Regions from separate parts of the Mus musculus genome. Here region 1 is linked to region 2. The links are chromatin contacts, called in public HiChIP or PLAC-seq maps. All regions are on one chromosome and are shown on one strand. Each heading gives the region's core, a stretch centred on a gene start, on an enhancer-like site or on the middle of the called end of the contact. The rest is flanking DNA. Distances are from core to core; before and after follow the strand shown. Region 1 overlaps Rps6ka2 (ribosomal protein S6 kinase, polypeptide 2). Region 2 holds the start of Rps6ka2 (ribosomal protein S6 kinase, polypeptide 2).

Region 1 (3,109 bases), core at 232-2,731, 37 kb before region 2:
TGAAACTCAGATGGATGCTAGGTGGTCTGACCAGTACTACAGAGCTCTCTCTGCAGGGTTCTGAGGTCCTCTGTGTGGGGTCCAAATTTACCAAAACGACAAAGACTCCAAAATAGCAACTTTGTTCTGTTACCATGGAAAAAGCTATGGAGACACCAGCTAAAGCCCACAGCAGTGAGCTGCGATCTGCAATGGGTCTGGCTGGGTCTGGCGTTGCTTTTTCTGCTCATTCTCTGCCTCTAAAAACACCTTAGCTACCCAGACAGAGACTTCTTTCTTCTTACAGCTTTCTCTGCTGCTTACCTACAAGAATCACAGGTAGACCCCCACTACCTGCTCTAAGGAGTATAACTGCCCCGCGGGGGGGGGGGGGGGCGGGGGGGGTGAGGGGGCGGGGGGGGGGGTGATGATGAGATTCAGATTGTCCTCCAGTCTTAGGAGTACTATGGCCAAGTACCCCATACCCCAGCCATCCTGCACCTTGCTTATTGCTGAAAACCAGAAGCAGACATCTTGGCCCTAAGATGCTGAGGCTAACGGTGGTAAGTTACAAGCAGAATCTGCACACTCGAAGGTTCCATGTGACCACTCCGAAACACAGCTCTGTGAAACAACTGCTTGGCACTCTGATGCCCTGCGTAGGGTGTGAAAACTGATCCTGAGCTTGGGCCATCAGAATTCCCACCACTGGGGACCATGAATACAGAGGGCAGCGTGGACCGACCCAAGAGCTACAGGAAGCACGGTGGACAGCATCGTATGCGATTCTGCATCTGAAACCTCCGCCAAGGCAACTAAAAGAGCAAAAGCCCTTCACATTTTGCCTTCTGCTCTAGGTCAATCCCGACACAGGCAGACCTAAACGTAGACATAGACGAAGACAAGGACCACAAGAGGTTGAAGCGGAGGATGGTCAGTGTAATGGGAGGCTGTGACGTGGGAGCATGGGGCTCGACAAGCATTCACAGCATGTTCAAACTGTTTAGTTCTGTGTTGTTTAATTTCTTTTCTATTTCCTTTATTCAAACTGTTCTGAGTAACACTGTAAAATCAAAAGTTACTATAAAACATGGTGGCCGTGGGCTGAGGGTGTCTGCTTTCTGTACAGAAGCTGGCCCATCTGTGAGGAAGACGCATGTACAAGATGCGGTGCTCCAAGAAGTCTCCAAGATGGCAAATCCTCGGATTATAGAAAACATACTATGGCAGCCCAGGCCAGTCAAGCAGCTTCTGTTTGAAGACGTTTTTTAAAATAAAATCATTGCTGAGTGCCAGAGTGTCTGGGAGAAGATGAACAGACCGTATCATGTGAAGTTGACATGCATAAGGGCAGCTGTGGGGATATGATACAAGACACCTTAGGAGAGTGAACAGGCCTTTAAAATGTAAGAGGTCAATCGGCAGAGAAAGAGCAGTTCCGTGGTATTTAAAGGAACCCTGTCTCCAGCTTTACCATTCCCCACCCTTTCCTTTTCAAAGGTCAGACATTTGCAATCTCATTTGTATGCTAAGAGGAGGACTCACAAGTGTCCCCTTTCATGATGATACAAACAACACACATGCCAAATAACCCTCAAGGAGAGTCTCAACCAAAACGAACAGGGATGCTTTACCACAGCAGAGTCCTAACTGTGACTCTGAGACCCCAGGTCTTATCACTTAGTGTTTTATGGCTTAAGCATGGTCTTCCCATGAGTCATGGGCACCCTGGCACTGCTGGTATCAGGGGCCCCAGTTCTGCAGGCCCTGCCCTTCCGGTCTGATGACCAATGCATCCTTACTACCTAGTCAATGGGTATGGAGTCACAGCAACCCAAGGATGACCCAATCTTGAGCAAATGGAGCTGAAGAAGGGGAAGTTAAAAACAACCCCTCTCCCCTCCTCAGTACAGAGCACAGAGCTACAATGCACCCTGCAGCACCCCAACTCACCCTGTACTCTGCTCAGCTCTGACAGTCAGGGAGAAACCCAAGATCTCGTAGGCTGTGCACAACCTAAACAGAGCATTCAGGGAGGTTCTTCTTCCCCTCCTCTACCAGTTCTATGTCCCAACTGGAAAGAGCAGAAGTCAGAGGCTAAGGGATCTAGGGTGAGTGAGGGGAAAGATATCCTATGGGATAGAATGGGGAGGGACATATGAAGGAACACAAAACCCACACCAGCGGGTGGTTTTGGTTGGTTGGTTGCTTGCTTGCTTGCTAGCTTGTTTGCTTTTTAAGACAGGGTCTGTGGAACAAGTAGACCATGCCACCGGACAGAACTGGGAAGGCTAAGTGAGTTCAGACCACGTGAATCTCAGAACTGAGAATGGTCCTGCCGACACACGTAACCAAGGATCATAACAATCGGTCACGTAGGGAAGACACCTGGAGTCCTCCCCCATGCAAAAAGAGTATCACTAGCATCTCAAACTGAGCCAGTAGGAAAACCTTCCCCTAAATCCCACTCTACTCCTCAATGTTTATATAAGCCCTGTCTACATGGAATAAAGTGCACTTCTGAGACTGGCTGTTTTCACTGAGCTGTAACACTTGGGGAAGAGTTCTCTCTCCCGAAGCAGTCAGCTCTGGATCCTAGACCTACCTCACAGGCCAGGCTCATGCCGAGGGTGCTGCCACCACAGTAGCACAACCTTGGCTACCTGCCCTGTAAGCCTCCCCAATCTCCTCATTTCTCTGCTAAGAGCTGTAACACTTCCTGCTGTTCCGGTGGACTGAGACCCGAGGGACCCATTCGTCCTGGTTCCACTGAGGACAATGAGGATCTTATGAAGCTTTCTTACCCTGGCCTTGAATTGCGATGGAGCCAAAGACGACCTTGAACTTCTAGTCCTCCTGAGTCTGTCTCCCCAGTGCTAGGATTACAGCCACCACACCTGGCTTATGCCACACAAGAGACAGAACGGCCTTCTGTTCCTAGGCCCAGTAAACTAGTGGGTTTTGATGAAAGATCAAAAAGCTTAAGAATCCTTCTTCATACATATTTTACCCAGGAGAAGAAAATTCACTCAAGGACCACTTCCGATTGCAATGCTATCTGCTTCCACATTAGGAAAATTCCAGATCTCCCTGAGCCTGGAGCTGGGAGAGGGTGGGATGGGAGCGGGTG
Region 2 (3,236 bases), core at 561-3,060:
ACACACACACACACACACAAAATTACTTTTACTGCCCCCAACATATGTGCATCTTGCTCACCACAGTATTTGAGGCCTTTCCACAGCCTAGTTCAGTTCTCCTTGCTGAATCAGCACACAGGCTTCTGTAACACCCAGGTCCCTCCAACTCCTCTATAAATGGCACATAGAGTTTGCTCACAGAGACGAAGAGACAAGAGCAACAGCTCAGAGACAAGGGACAGCATAATAAACTTGGCGTTATGAGAAAATAGATGATAAAAACACATCTGGTGGGAAGGTAATACTTCTGTAATTTCTGTTCCTGTTAGCTAGATTTTTGCAGAATACCAGAAAAAAAAATGAACTTTTATTCAATTTCTCTCATCATTAAGTTTAAATACCCCTCTCCATTACCAGAATGATAATTGTGTTTGTCCAAAATCAGTGCTTTGCTCTCTGAGAACCGCTCTACTCTATTCAATTCTGAGCTGGAATTTAGCAACAGAAACTTTTTCAACAGCAGTTCCCTGGTGGTTTTAAGTCTGTCCCCGGACTTAAAAGGTCTCTTGATCATCACAGAGCCCTTTGCCTGTGTGTAACATACTAAGGCTGAGACAGAGCAATTCAACATGAAATCTGTGATATTTTTTTCTAACCACACACACAATTCCATATGGGCCTGCACTGAAGCAGGGACATCAATGTTCCATGAAATCTCTAGGTTAGTTGTCAACTTTCTCTTACACACTTCACTAGCAAAGCGGGTCACACGGTTTTGCTCTCTATGGACTCATCAACAACGTGGTCTGAGCACTGGGATGAGGATAGTTTAGTTGTTAGTCAGAAATGAAAGCCACCGTTAAAATCACAGACGACTGGACATGGAAGATGCGAGACCTGCAAAGGTCAAGATTTTCCGGCATCCCTCGGGTTTCAGAGCCAATCTATCTCAAAGCCTGGGCTGCGGGGGAATTGCGTCAGGCACTCCACCACCTAGGAACACCAAAATGCACAGAGCCCTCTTGAGTTGCTTTGGTCAACTCTACACTGATCTCAAATACCCTGATCCACACAGTACCAGACTCAAGGTAAAACGGGCAGGCGCCAGAGGCTACAAAACTTAGGACTCATGTAGCCTCCCAAAGCACTCCCACACCACGCGGCAACCCAGCTGCACCGACCGCACCCCTCCTCTAAAGCCTCTCTCTAGGAGTGACCCCGAATCCTGTGCACACAGGGGCACTAGAAAGAAATTCACTGAGGTTAACTTCAATCGCAGCAAGGACTCGCTCTCTGCAGTTGTTATGAAGTGCTAACATTTGGAGTCGATTTGATAGATTTTCATGACAACTGGACCAGTTTTCAAATAACTTCCCACAGCTGGCTCCGGTCTGGGGTGATGATGCACTGGACTGTAGCCGCACGCCCTGAGGCTCTACATGCCCACTCCAGGCGCAGCGGGGACCCGCATCCTGCGCGCTCCCGGGGAGGGCCTTTACCTCGAGGCGACTCAGACTGGAGCTCTTGGAGCGCGACTTCTTGCGCAGGTACACGGAGAAGAACCTGCGCACCGTGAACTTCTTCATGCTCAGCTCCATCGCCCCGCGCCCAGCTGCCAGGAGCCGCAGGGCCGGCGGGCGCGCATCCCCGGCACATCCCAGGCTAGGCAGCGCGCTGGCGGGCACGCGCGCCGGGGAGCCCGACGCGGCGGCCCTCGGCGCGGATGCGGGCTGCAAGCACAAAGGGCAGGCCGCACCGGCCACCGGGCCCGGGTCCCTGGATCACTCCCGCGGCGCCTTTGCCTCCGGCCAGGAGTACCAGCTCCCGGCAACCTGCCCCGCCCATAGACTACACCCAGCGTCGTTCCGACCAACCAGAGTGCGACGCTGCGCCACGCCTACACGCCCACCCACCAATCAGTGCCCGCAGCCAGAGCTCTTTTCCCCTTTAGTCGGAAAACCTACTCCGGACAGCCCCACCCTCACCCCGCCCACCACCGTACTCTCCAATTATCACCAGCCATCCTGCCCAGGGGCGTTGTCCCCGTGAACGCCTCCAATCAGCGCCGTTGCCTACTCCTCCCTCTCCTACAACTCCTGCCCTCAGAGAACAGTGGGGTGCAGTATCGCCCTGCCCACTGCCACGGCCGCCAATCAGCGCCCACGCCCGTTGTGAGCTTAATCAGTCGCTCCTGAGGCACGCTGCTCTTGTCCTGTCTCCCTGCCTCTTCTGTCCGAGCTGTTGTGTTCTTCTCCGAACACCTCTGTCCACTTGGACTCCACGCTTAGCATTTTGAATTTCTCTGCAAAGCAAAACTTTAATGACCTAGCATGCTAGAAAAGCGCCCACAAGCACTACACTCGGGTCACTCCTACAGCTGGTCCCTGCAACTCCTTGCTTATTGGGGAATCATTGGGAGAGGACCCCGCCTGCTTCGCAGTGTCAGCGGCCTTCCTCCTCTCGGTGAGGACGCCTCACGTGGTCGGGGCCAGCAGCTGAGAACAAAGGCTCACATCCGCTCTCTGTGACCTCGGGCTCCATTTATAGACAATTATCCTCACAGATGACTATCAGGGCCAGCAGCAGGAACATCCTGAGTCTCAGTCTGAGGAAGCAATCAGAGCCTGCTTTAACCTAAGTCCAAATGATCCTTCCTAGTCACACAAAAAGAAAGGCTGAGGTTAATAAAGTCTTATGCCCCGTGGCAGAATAGAAGCAGATTAGAGAAGAGCTGAGGGTAAGCCCAGTTCCTTTGGCCACTGGAGAAAACAGATTCACTCTCCTGCATGATATGCAGCCCACCGGGCAGTTCTCAACACTTTCCCACCCAGACTGGTGGTAGTCATAAAGGACACAGGAATCAAAAGATCCAACATGCTGGGAAACCCACGTCACATAAAACATCAAAGGGCTAATTTCACCTGGAGCAGGAGTCAGTCCCATCTAGAGCGGGCTTTTAGGAACTGCTATCCCTCTGGTGTGGGGCTCCAGAGATAGGCTGCATGCAGTGTAAGGGTTTGCAGCTTCAGTAGAGACAGTGTACACTGGCTTGTGACTTGTGACTTGACCTCAGCATCTCTCCCCGTGATGTCTTAGCTCCCAGAGGTGCCTTCTAAGGATGAAATCAGGAGAATGGGCTAAGATCGGGTCCTCTAAGCAAACCTTCTTGGCTACTCTTGGAATGTTTATTATTTTACACTGCCTGAGGGCAAGGCCTGGTCCTTTTTCAAGGAGACTTTAGCAATTAGAGTACC

What was found. HiChIP or PLAC-seq counts read pairs in DNA pulled down with a chosen protein or histone mark.
Region 1: a contact with region 2 is called in an H3K27ac HiChIP or PLAC-seq map of embryonic stem cells, with 8 read pairs. The contact joins the enhancer-like site here to the promoter of Rps6ka2 in region 2. A contact is called at or near these places in 5 of 484 Hi-C or Micro-C datasets (the N1E-115 cell line, female germline stem cells, muscle stem cells and 2 more), 10 of 115 datasets of contacts at active chromatin or transcription factors (bone marrow-derived macrophages, embryonic fibroblasts, embryonic forebrain and 4 more) and 2 of 9 other capture datasets (adipose tissue and pancreatic islet).

Annotation. Positions count from the first base shown.
Region 1 is chr17:7,205,318-7,208,426 of GRCm38.p6, reverse strand. The region is part of intron 1 of Rps6ka2 (ribosomal protein S6 kinase, polypeptide 2); the gene reads right to left. Among named protein-coding and RNA genes, the nearest start is that of Rps6ka2, 37 kb to the right of the region's middle. Within about 2 kb of position 1,481, at least 40 of the 459 cell types and tissues checked have an H3K27ac peak or open chromatin away from gene starts, as enhancers often do. A contact at or near this core is called in embryonic stem cells and neutrophils, where this site is marked.
Region 2 is chr17:7,168,689-7,171,924 of GRCm38.p6, reverse strand. It overlaps Rps6ka2 (ribosomal protein S6 kinase, polypeptide 2), which reads right to left and starts at 1,810. Exons shown (of 21, transcript NM_011299.4): 1 at 1,482-1,810. The coding sequence starts at 1,580.